Regions from separate parts of the Mus musculus genome. Here regions 1, 2 and 3 are each linked to region 4. Evidence: chromatin contacts called from public HiChIP or PLAC-seq and promoter capture Hi-C data. All regions are on one chromosome and are shown on one strand. Each heading gives the region's core, a stretch centred on a gene start, on an enhancer-like site or on the middle of the called end of the contact. The rest is flanking DNA. Distances are from core to core; before and after follow the strand shown. Region 1 overlaps Micu1 (mitochondrial calcium uptake 1). Region 2 overlaps Mcu (mitochondrial calcium uniporter). Region 3 has its middle 27 kb from the start of Pla2g12b. Region 4 overlaps Mcu (mitochondrial calcium uniporter).

Region 1 (2,752 bases), core at 202-2,701, 150 kb before region 4:
TCAAATGATACAGGGACTGAAGGAGCTGAACAGCACTTAAAGTGTCAATAGAATCCAACCACAGGAAACTTGAACGGTTAAACGGCCTGGAGCCTGTCTCCTCTGCATCACATGTATCATTAGGTTGGAGGGAAATAGTTTGATTACAGAGTTCTCGCTTGGTCCTAAGTTCAGTCCTTAGCATCCACGTGGGACGTGGGGAGGGCTAACATTAAAACAGCAAGATGAAATAATCACGTCTCGTGATGAATGCTAGATCCAGATGAGAGAAGCAGAAGAGCTCACTCTCCTGCCCACTACTGTGAAAGGCGGCCAAGGGGAGGAAAGGCGCCTCTATCCTGCTGCTGCTGCTGCTGCTGCTGCTGCTGCTGCTGCTGCTGCTGCTGCTGCTGCTGCTGCTGCTGCTGCTACTGCTGCTGCTGCAGGATCAAAAGGCCAGGAACCGCTAAATCCCTATGTTCTTACTGGCCTGAACACCACACCCGGGAGAGACAAGAGAGCTCTTGGGAGAGGTGGTCTCTTTCAAAAATCGTGCAAACTCCTGAACTCCCATTTACAAACGCCTCCATTCCAGCAGCAGCATACGGAACTCGCCCATCTAACAAGCTGAAAGTGCCTGGTCATTAGGTAGTCCCTCTAGGCCGGGCACTGCCAAGTAACCACCCAGCTGTGTATAATGGCTGACAAGCAGACAGCAGACCACAGCAAGGGAAGCAGATCAGCTTCTGGCCTAGCCTGAGAAGAAAGCGGCCAGTGACGGGATGTCAATAAGAGGCCTCTGTCCTGGGTGGGGTGAAAACCGTTCCTCCCTTGGGGGCAGGGGAACTTCGTCCAGCTGCACATGACCCAGATGCCTCTGAGCCTGTTGACTTCTGCCTGCCTTGTGGCATAAGCAGGGTTTCCCCAAGGCTTCCTTGAGGGGAAGGCCAGGCTGGGACATCTGGTCCAAGGCAAAACTTCCACCATCCTCACCTTCACAGAGGTTAACGCAGAAGACTGAGTAACTAGACAGCTATCAGGACCCATTACAGTGACAGATAATGATGAGTTACACTGTCCCTGGGGAGGCAATGTCCTAAGATCAAAATTAATGGCTTGCACTGCCAGTTTGAAAATGCAAAGTCTAAACAAGTACGCTGCTGAGTTTTCTAAACTTTCCCCAAAATGAAAGGAAGCAATTATTATAAAGATCTATGCTGTATTGGGCCATGGAATACATATACTCTCAGCATTCAGGAAGTGGAGGAAAGAGGATCATTTAAAATAAGGAAAAATAAAACACAGATTAAAAAATCCAATCCATTTGTGGCACCCTGCATATATATTTTGTTATGTAGAAAAGCAGTTTAAACAAAATCTGGACATCACATGTGAAAAGCAGAAGCAAGGGTGTGGATAAAAGCTAAACATGATATTGTGGCCAAGTAAGAAAGAACTTCCTCATAGTAAAACACGGCTGCTCGGGAAGGACATACGGCTGCTCGGGAAGGACATACGGCTGCGTCCCAGCACACCCGGGAGACACGAGAGAGCTCTTGGGAGAGGTGGTCTCTTGCAAAATGATGCAAACTCCTGAACTCAGGAGAAGAGAGAAGGTTCCTAAAAGTTTACAACTTGAAAAAATGTAGTTTATCACACAGTCTTTCTCCATGTTCTCTCTCTCTCTCTCTCTCCCTCCCTCCCTCCCTTTCTCTCCCTCTCTGTGTGTGTGTGTGTGCATATGCACGCGCGCTTGTATGTGCATGCATATGGAGATCTGAGAATGACTAGAGGAAGTTGATTCTCTCTTCCAACATTTGGGTTGAGGTTCCAGAGATCAAACTCAGGTCACGGGCTTGGTAGCAAGGGCCTTGACTCATGGAGCCAGGCCTAGTCTTTTCTTCATAAAGAAGTATTCAGTAAAATTTTTGGTTTTACTTATTAGATATATTTGTATATACTTTGTAATTTTTGCTTTTATAGACTGTATATTTTCTGATTTTAAAAAACTAAAATACTAAAAAACTTGGCATTAATAAATTGTGGCTATGATTATTAAATTATAGACAGAAGAATTCTTACCATATTTATGTTACTTAAAAGAAAAAACAAAGACCCAACAGAACAGAGACGTGAGAAAGAATGAGACAGACTCTTGGGGAGTGACACGCACAATGAGCGTCCCTGAAGAGAGGGAGGGGAGACAGCTCTTCCTGTGAGCCTAGGTAGGGAAGAATAAGAACTATTCCTGACAGAGCTCAGTTAGGTTTTATAGCATCAGGAGTTACAAATTCATAAATCACACTGGTAGCTTTAGTGTCACTGCGATGCAGGAGTCCTTGTCATCTGCTACAGAGAAGGCGGGGCTATAAATGGAAGCAGCTTAATAAATGTTGATTTGATTTTGACTGTTTCAAGTTATCTAAGAAACAACCCTTCTGAGTGTTGCTGAAACACAGAGTCCAGTGTCTGACATCACGAGCGTTATTATAGCCAAACTTAAACTTTTCTGAGGTAAAGTGGCAGTGCCCTGAGGCTGTGGTCATAGTTTAGGCTGTCCACAACTATTTCCTTTCTGGGAATTGTATGTTCCTCCACAAATATTATTGTCCCGTTATTTTCTGCTTTAGTGGTTTGCTTTGACATAGCAAACCAGAAATATCACAAATTCAGTATATCTATGATAATGAGTTTAAAAAAATTTCTTTTTAAAAATTTATATATGTGACTATACTGTAGCCATCTTCAGACACACCAGAAGAGGGCATCAGAC
Region 2 (2,700 bases), core at 52-2,551, 140 kb after region 4:
AAGCCTGTGACTGATGTTGTCCACGTGTGCCCAATAGGTACGAATTGAAATTAGCAGAAAAGCAGAGAAGAGGACCACTCTGGTGCTGTGGGGAGGCCTGGCCTACATGGCCACCCAGTTTGGCATTCTGGCCCGGCTCACCTGGTGGGAGTACTCGTGGGACATCATGGAGCCCGTCACCTACTTCATCACGTACGGAAGCGCCATGGCCATGTATGCGTATTTTGTAATGACGCGCCAGGTGAGGACTCCTCTTCGCATCTCTTTTACCAACTGGGAATGGAGCCGACCAGGCCAGCTCTCAGTTATGGGTCGGCAAGGTTGGCTGCGCTCAACATAGAGAGGGATGTGTAGGACACGGCCTGGGCCACTAGGGTGCATGTGCAGAGTTGCTTCCAGAATTGAGATTGCGGTACGACAAGCATGGAAGTGTGCCTCCATAGGAGACGTGCTCACCATTTTGCTTGATATTTATTTCTTTGCTATTTGTAATATTATTTTTACAGTGCTGAGGCTCAAACCCTCATAGACACTAGACAGGTGCTCTGCCTCTGAGCTACCTCCCAGCCCTACTGGCCTGATTTTCTGTATTTATGTAATTACTGTAACAGTTGGGTGGTAACTGTCATAGATTTTTTATTGAATTTTAGGAATGGAGAATTCCTTATAATTAATCGAATGCATAGACTAAACTCTAAGCTGCTTCTGTGTACATTCAAGGATGTTTTGACTTCCCTAAAGAGGTGACCAGTAGGTACTCAGCCAGTTTACCTTCAGCCAGTTCGCTATCAACCAAGGCCAGCTTAGTGAATGCCAGTATCTAGAACCGAGTTTTGTTGACAGATTTTGTTGGTTCAAGTGTCATGGAAATCCATGGCGTCATTTTGAGAAGTATGATGGATTATAGCTTTTTGAATGTGCCGGTGATCGAACTGAGAGTCTCTCGTATGCTAGACACACGCTCTACCGCTGAGCTGAACCTAGACACACACTCCACCACTAAGCTAAACCTGAACCCCACACTCCACCGCTGAGCTAAACCTGAGCCCCACCTCCACCGCTGAGCTGTATCTGAGCCCCACCTCCACCGCTGAGCTGTGCCTGAGCCCCATGCTCCACTGCTGAGCTGTGTTGTACCTGAGACCCGCGCCCTTGTAGCACTTGTCTCTATGTCTCTCATACTGGATCTAAGCAGCATAGCCTTGAATAACAAACATTTGAAGCAGCTGAGACACACAAGACTCCCCAGGTTCCCTTTTCTGTCTAAAGCAGACTAAGAGCTGCTTCCTGCGGCTGCTTTTGAACTGGGCATGTCCCTCCTGCCGTTAGATCAGTGACTGTGCCTCTAGGGTTGTGTGGGGGTTGTAATGAACCTTTCCCAGCCTCCCATACATACCTAGCAGGGAAGGCAGAAAGTGGACTGTCCAGTCCTCTGAATGCTTACCCGGGTCTGCTGTGATCCTGTGACTCACAGCAGTCACTGAGGGAGCAGAGCTGGCAAGCATGCCATCCGCCCAGCAGCCTGCCTCAGTTTCCCTCTTCCTCCTCCTCAGCCAGGGCTTTCACAACTGATGCTGTCCATTCTTAAATGACTCTCAGCTCACCTGTGTTTGCACTGTGTTCTAGTCCCCAGGGGCCCCTCCTCTCCCCTCCCCTCCTCTTCCCTCCTCTGCCCTCCTCTGCCCTCCCCTCCCCATGCCAGTCTTCAGTATGGAATGCTCTCCTTGTTCCTTTCCATTCTATTTCAAGGCTTACTTGAATTTCCACCTTTCAGAAACGTCTAACCAGTTTCCTACAGCTCCTTGTCTCCCGTTTCCCGTGAAACACTGCAGTGTATTATTCTATTGTTCTTGCACTGTGCGTTATCACAATTATTAGTTCAGTGTCTTTTCCTTCAAAGGAGACTATAATATCTTTTACGTGTGTGTGTCTGTGTGTGTGTGTGTGTCTGTGTGTGTGTGTGTGTGTGTGTGTGTGTGTGTGTGTGTGTAAAGCTGTGGTTTGCTTGCTTTGGGGAACAGGTTCACACTTTGTAACTCAGTGTGGCCTGGCATCTGCCTGGGCCTTCAGTGTGCCATGGTTACTCATGTGCTCCACCACACCTGCATAGCCTGGTGTCATCCACATCTCACTCCCTTGTTCTATAACATGTGTGGTTCCTTATATCTCAAGGACTGAATGAAGTGAACAAATGAAAATAAAAGGCAGCCACACCCTTGGGCACACACTAGAACCTTTCCAGTTACATCTTAAATTCAGAAACTCTTTGATGTATTCTTTCCAGTCAGTCAGCAAAATTTTTAAAATGGCATTTCCCTATGGATTTTGCATTTCTTTGATTATGAAAAGATTAAGCCCTCTCACATCTGCAAAAATGTCTGTGCACCTTTTTCCGAGGTGAATCATATATTTTATATCAAAAAGCATGAATATATAGCCACTCATTTAGTTAGTCTCAATTCTGTAACTACATACCCATTCTACAGATGAAGAAGTAAGGCTTGTTAGGAAAAGAATTACATGTTGAAAACCGTAGGCCCAGGAACTGAACCCGAGTGTGTCCTGCCCCCAAGCTTCCCTTCCTGATAAATGTTTATATCCCGTTTCCCTCTGTTGAGTTCATTTGTGAGTAGTTATTTCTGAAAACGAAGTCACCTGGATCTAGAATAACAGTAGAAATACCAGCGGCGGGGGCTGCAG
Region 3 (2,700 bases), core at 118-2,617, 210 kb after region 4:
GCTTCCCAAAAGATCAAAAGCTTTGTACAAGTCATTGCCCCTAGGGGTGTCTATGCGGTGAAATCTAGGCCAGTTCCTACGACCTATTTGGAAAGGAATTGGAGAGGGCAGGAGAAGCCCTCGGAACTGTTCCTGTATTGCTCTTTATATATTTGTGCTCTCCTCCATAACCATCCTGAGGACTGGAATGTGGCCGGGTATGTTTACCATGTTTGAGGTCCTGGATTTAATCCCCAGTGCCTGGGAAAAGTCAAACCAAGCCTCAGAACCATTCCCAGGAAGGAGTGCTGACGTGCGTCCTAACCTTAGTTCTGGTCTTAAGTAGAATATTTCAAAATTGGCTTCACAGTCTAACGTGATACTCGCCAGGAACGTATGGCAGGTTCGGCTGGTTTGAGCAGGTTCGGCTGGTTTGAGCAGGGAGCTCCCATTCCCACTGGGCAGGGGTTCAGAAATATAATCTCAGCACTCGGGAGATACAGCCAGGATCAGGAGTTCAAGGTCCACCTTCACCATAAAGCAAGTTCAAGGCCGGCCTTGGTCATCTTGAGATTCTAATTCACTTGTAGGACTTCTGTTTTGTCTTCTTTGACACAAATACCAGACCCTTTTTCATAACAATAACATGTCTAATATGGATTCTATTAGCAAATGTTTAAAATACTTAATATTTTAACCATCATTACAGTCACAGGACAAGCAATACTTGTTTCTGATATTTTCATTTGTTGGATTTTTTTCTTTTCTAAGGCAAGGTCTTACTATGTAGCACTGGCACTCTGAACTCGATCTGTAGACCAGGCTGGCCTCGAACTCAAGAGATCCACCTGCCTCTACCTCCAGTGTTGGAATTAAAAGCATGCCTGGCTGTTTCTGATATTTTTATTTTATTTTTAATTTGTTTTAAACTGCCTAGTTGTTCTCTCTCACACACACACACTCTCATCAAACCTTGCTGACAATTTACACAAAAATGCACACATTCTGAATGCACTATAAATTGCTCTTGACAGATGTCCCTACCTCAGTACTGCCACCAGGATATAGGACATTTTCTTACCTCAGAATGGCCCTTCTTTATTTATGCACACCTTTCTAACACTTCTCAGAAGTCCCATTTTTAAGAACTCAGCTTCTGTTTGTGTTGGCAAAATTTAATTTACATATTTTTGAGGCCATCATACATTGTGCTTAGAAACTGTCATTCATTTCTGTGTAGAGTGTGTTGCACTCTTGCTAAGCTCCCCTGTGAGAGTTCTGTAGATTCCTCTGGGATGTTTTACAAACTTGCTCAAGCCAGCTATGAGGACAGCTGCATCCTGTTGGGTGTGTACGCCTCTCCTTCTCTTACTGACTGGGACCCCAAACACAATGCTAAACACCCCTGAGGAAAGCTGTTGCCACACTGAAAGCAACATCCAGTCTTTTACTGCTAAGTGGAGCAGAACAAGATCTCTGAAAAGCCACTCGTCAAGTTGAGGGAATTTATGTTTTATTTGAGGCAGGGTCTGACAGGCCTGAAACTTGCTTTACAGCACAGGCTGGCCTTGAACTTGGAGCAAGCTTCCTACCTGAGCCAAGGACCACAATCATGTGTCATCACACTTGGCTCACTTATAAGAACATCATCAGCAATACTGGTATTTGTCCTATTCATTCTCTGCAGCTACTGAAATGATCACGTATTTCTCCCCTCCATTTACTTGCTAATATGATAAATTACTCAGGTGGAATTTGGATCTTTAAACCAATCTTAGGTTTTTGAGATGAACATGACTTTGTGTCTGTCTGTTTGCTTGTTTTATTACATCTATTTCTTTGAGAGCTACACGTGCGTTTGCCACAGCATGCGTATGAAGTCAGAGTACAATTTGTGGGAGTCAGCTCTCTCCTGCTCTGTGAACTCCTGGGATTGAACTCCTGTGGTCAGGCTTAGCCACAGTGCCTTTACCCACAGAGGCATCGCACTGGCCCCAACTTTGATATTCTTGTTGAACTAGGTATACTGTTAGAGTTGGTTAGATTTAAGAGTATTTTGCATTTATGTTCATGACTGACGATTTCTTCCCTTAGACTTCCTTAGACTGCTTAGAGATCAGTGATGTTTCTTAAGGTATGCTGGGAAATTTGGAGCGTCTGAAGTCATCTGTATAGGGTTGGTGGATTCTTTATGTGTGGTAGTTTAATGTATCGCCTTTTGGTAACATTTTTAAGTATTTAATTTCTTAATTCAATAATGGGGATATTCTGAGTTTTTGAGATTTTAGCAATTTCTCTTTTAAGAAATTTGTTAATATCATAATCTTCCCAATTTGTCATAAAGATATTGGCAATTTTCTTAGCTGGAGGTTTTGGCTTCTTTAAATTTCTCTGAGGTCGGCCCAGTTTACATTTCATTTATTTCTGTTATTTTTCTAGCTTTTAAAAAATGGCTCTGAGGCATATATTTCATACCGTCCAACTTACTTGAGGTATATATTTTATAGAGTTATTATACATTTTAGTTTTCATCCAACGGCTTGGTCATAGGATTGTAGTCACCACCAGATATTTGTTCTTGGGACACAGGGTGCCATGTATCCCAGGCTAGCCTTGACCTAACGATGGGGCAGGACAACCTTGAATTTCTGATCCTCCCACCTCCATTTCTCCAGTGTGTGCAAACCTCCCCTAGTTCACACAACGTAGAAATGTTTCCAT
Region 4 (2,752 bases), core at 228-2,727:
AATTGAGTTTGTAGCTAGGGTTTGAGGAATAAAGGCCATTTTGGTAATGGATTTTTATGTTTAAATTGGATATTTGCTTGGTTGCAAGAGGATTAATTATAAGGATCTTCTCCTCTTGTAGTCTCTCAGCTTGAACAGATAAATATAGAGCGGCAGTGTTTGGAGAGGGAACTGTGTAGAAAATGTGTGGGTAGCTGTTGTAGTTTTGCACAGAAGATAACATCTAGAATAAAGAACAGATGAAAATACTCATTGAGGATTAGTGTTCTTAGAGCATCATCGCATCCAGCCTTCTCCAGGCCTAGCGTGCAGAGCCATTCAGAATCCAGCTCATATGCATGGCGGATGATAGACTCTCCGAGCTCAGCGCCCTTTTCCTTAACAGCCATCTCTCCGCACTTGCCACATCCTTTCCCATTCTTCGGAAGTCACGCATCTCTCTCTCTCTCCACACCCCGACTGCAGACTGTTGTCTTCTCAATCGCCTGCAGATGTGTCATCTTCTTTGTAAACCCTGTGTGACTTCTCTGGCCCAGGTTAGTCCTAATTTTTAGCTTTTGACTCTCATAACACTGATGACGTTGAGTTTCTTTCAACTGGGTCATGGGTATGTGTCTGCATAGTAAAGCACTGTCCTAAGTCCTGGGTTAATGGAGATGAGCGGTGCACACAGCATCCCTGGCTTCACAGTCAGCCACAAATGCAGTAAGTCATAAGGAAGCACCTCATCGTTGAACTGTGTGGGAAAAAGGTGCGAGGGGTGAACCAGAGTTTGTAGTTGCAAACGGCAGGCCCCCCCTGCTTACAGTAAACAGGAAAAAGTGATCTAAAAAGTGTGCTCTGGAGTTCACAGAGAGCTGAGAATCAGTCAGGATCGACGCCAGCGTTCTACCACTGGGCTAAAGTCACTGCAGACCCCACTGCTCTGCGTTCGCACCGGGAACAAGTGTTGGCCCTGCCTTGTCATTACTAAGTGCCACTTGAACCACGAGGACTTCTGCCGCTTTCGCTTTGGGAAGGAGAGCTGGTTTCACTCTGGTCAGCGTGGATTCCATGGCACCACCTCCGTGATGGCATCTGCTTCCTAACCAGAATACCAGAGTGGCAGAACATGGCCATAGAGCTGCCACCCTGTTTGCAAAGAGAGGCTGGGAAAGTCAGCCTTCGATTTCTATCACGGGAGGCAGGCTTTAGAAGATGAGAATTCCTCCCTCCCCCGAAAAAGAGTGTTTAAAAGTCCTAAGCGGTTAAAAACCACGGGGAATTTGGAAGAGTAATTAGAAGATCAGTTTAGATTTGAGTAGTTACAGAAGGGCTGACTGAAGGCTTACCATCCTTTCGAGGACACAGGTAAAGCATATTCCTGCTGAGAGACAAATGAAAAGCCCCTGCCTACAATTTGGGGTAACCGAGGGCGGTCTCGGTGTTATATGGGCTTCCGGTTGAAGGAAGATGTGGTTATGGGTAAGAAGAGGAAGTGTGTGGTGAAGTAACTGGGAGAGACTTTATTTGAACTAAGTCTGAGGTCACTGCTCTTACCCCCTTCCCTCCTCTGAGGTGTACTAGGGATTTTATAAATGAAATCAGTCCTACAAGTTCATTTTGTATTCAGTGTGAGTGTGTGTGTGTGTGTGTGTGTGTGTGTGTGTGTGTGTGTGTGTGTGCATACCTGCCTTGGTGTATATGTGAATACAGGAAAGACACACCTGTATAACTGAAACTCTGTGGGCTCTGAGATGCCATGGGGTGACTAGTGTCATCTGCGCATGGTTCAGGAGACTGGCATGAGGATCTAGCAAAGACAGGAGATATTAGGAAGACAGTGTCTGGTCAGGAGAACGAAGAGATGGGAGAAGGGGATGAAGGGGGATGTCAGTGTCCCATCCTGGTGGACCTTGAGACAATGACTTCTTGATTCTTTGTATCTTGGTAGACCTGAGGATTGTGGTTACAGTTGCTTACAGTATGCCAGGTCTCCCGATGGCTTCAGTGTAGGTACAGCCTGCCGTCTCAAAGGTGAGCTGGTAGTCTTTCCATTTGTACAATGACCTGGGTGTGATGACACATGCCTTTGTTGCAGCGCTGTGGAAGTGGAGGCAGAAGGAGAGAGTTTGAGCCTAGCCTGGAGATATACCTCGGAGACAGATCACGTACCGGGCATCATGCTGTGGTTTGATTCCCCAGCATCGTCACCAAGGACAAAAGAATAATTACATTATATAGTTAAGTGATTAAAAAAATCCCTGCCGTTTTGGTCTTTTTATAAATGAAATCAGTCCTACAAGTTCATTTTGTATTCAGTGTGAGTGTGTGTGTGTGTGTGTGTGTGTGTGTGTGTGTGTGTGTGTGTGTGCATACCTGCCTTGGTGTATATGTGGAGTTCATAAGACACCTGTGGGAGCTGGTTCTCTCCTACCACCATATGGGGCCCATCTTGTCAGGCTTGTCTTGGTGACAAGGGCCTATAATTGCTGAGCTACTACGCCAACCATAATTTGCCTTTGGAAGGCAGAATTTCAACACTGAACAAAGTCGACCCTGCTTCCTGCTAAGTCTTTTCCATTTGTAAAACTTGGCCCCTATAAGGGGAGCACAATCCAGATTTATCTAGTACTCTCCTACCTCAGAATGACATGTGGGCTTTAGATGAGCTAACAGAAGCAAGCGTGGGAGGTTGTACTCCGTTAATCAGCCTTCACACCACTGCTGTTCTGAGTGAGCGGATCCTTGATTGGAAACCTCTCCCATATAA

Evidence for each region. Promoter capture Hi-C pulls out the DNA fragments that hold promoters and counts their contacts. HiChIP or PLAC-seq counts read pairs in DNA pulled down with a chosen protein or histone mark. Capture Hi-C pulls out chosen DNA fragments and counts their contacts.
Region 1: a promoter capture Hi-C map of adipose tissue shows a contact between it and region 4. The contact joins two enhancer-like sites. A contact is called at or near these places in 1 of 484 Hi-C or Micro-C datasets (embryonic fibroblasts), 3 of 115 datasets of contacts at active chromatin or transcription factors (bone marrow-derived macrophages, double positive thymocytes and pancreatic cancer cells) and 3 of 9 other capture datasets (adipose tissue, liver and pancreatic islet).
Region 2: a promoter capture Hi-C map of the HPC-7 cell line shows a contact between it and region 4, with 2.3 times the contacts expected there. The contact joins two enhancer-like sites. A contact is called at or near these places in 5 of 39 promoter capture datasets (the 3T3-L1 cell line, the HPC-7 cell line, hippocampal neurons and 2 more), 7 of 484 Hi-C or Micro-C datasets (the AML12 cell line, embryonic fibroblasts, embryonic stem cells and 2 more), 1 of 115 datasets of contacts at active chromatin or transcription factors (bone marrow-derived macrophages) and 3 of 9 other capture datasets (adipose tissue, embryonic stem cells and liver).
Region 3: a contact with region 4 is called in an H3K27ac HiChIP or PLAC-seq map of large pre-B cells, with 2.0 times the contacts expected there. The contact joins two enhancer-like sites. A contact is called at or near these places in 2 of 484 Hi-C or Micro-C datasets (liver and myocytes) and 2 of 115 datasets of contacts at active chromatin or transcription factors (large pre-B cells and memory CD8 T cells).

What each region holds. Positions count from the first base shown.
Region 1 is chr10:59,734,305-59,737,056 of GRCm38.p6, reverse strand. The region is part of intron 3 of Micu1 (mitochondrial calcium uptake 1); the gene reads right to left. Among named protein-coding and RNA genes, the nearest start is that of Micu1, 33 kb to the right of the region's middle. Within about 2 kb of position 1,451, at least 33 of the 459 cell types and tissues checked have an H3K27ac peak or open chromatin away from gene starts, as enhancers often do. A contact at or near this core is called in adipose tissue and bone marrow-derived macrophages, where this site is marked.
Region 2 is chr10:59,452,487-59,455,186 of GRCm38.p6, reverse strand. It overlaps Mcu (mitochondrial calcium uniporter), which reads left to right. Exons shown (of 8, transcript NM_001033259.4): 6 at 38-241. Among named protein-coding and RNA genes, the nearest start is that of Oit3, 12 kb to the right of the region's middle. Within about 2 kb of position 1,301, at least 24 of the 459 cell types and tissues checked have an H3K27ac peak or open chromatin away from gene starts, as enhancers often do. A contact at or near this core is called in the HPC-7 cell line, where this site is marked.
Region 3 is chr10:59,375,703-59,378,402 of GRCm38.p6, reverse strand. No RefSeq gene overlaps it. Among named protein-coding and RNA genes, the nearest start is that of Pla2g12b, 27 kb to the left of the region's middle. Within about 2 kb of position 1,367, at least 10 of the 459 cell types and tissues checked have an H3K27ac peak or open chromatin away from gene starts, as enhancers often do.
Region 4 is chr10:59,588,311-59,591,062 of GRCm38.p6, reverse strand. All of the region lies in intron 1 of Mcu (mitochondrial calcium uniporter), which reads left to right. Among named protein-coding and RNA genes, the nearest start is that of Gm40671, 14 kb to the right of the region's middle. Within about 2 kb of position 1,477, at least 137 of the 459 cell types and tissues checked have an H3K27ac peak or open chromatin away from gene starts, as enhancers often do. A contact at or near this core is called in the HPC-7 cell line, adipose tissue and bone marrow-derived macrophages, where this site is marked.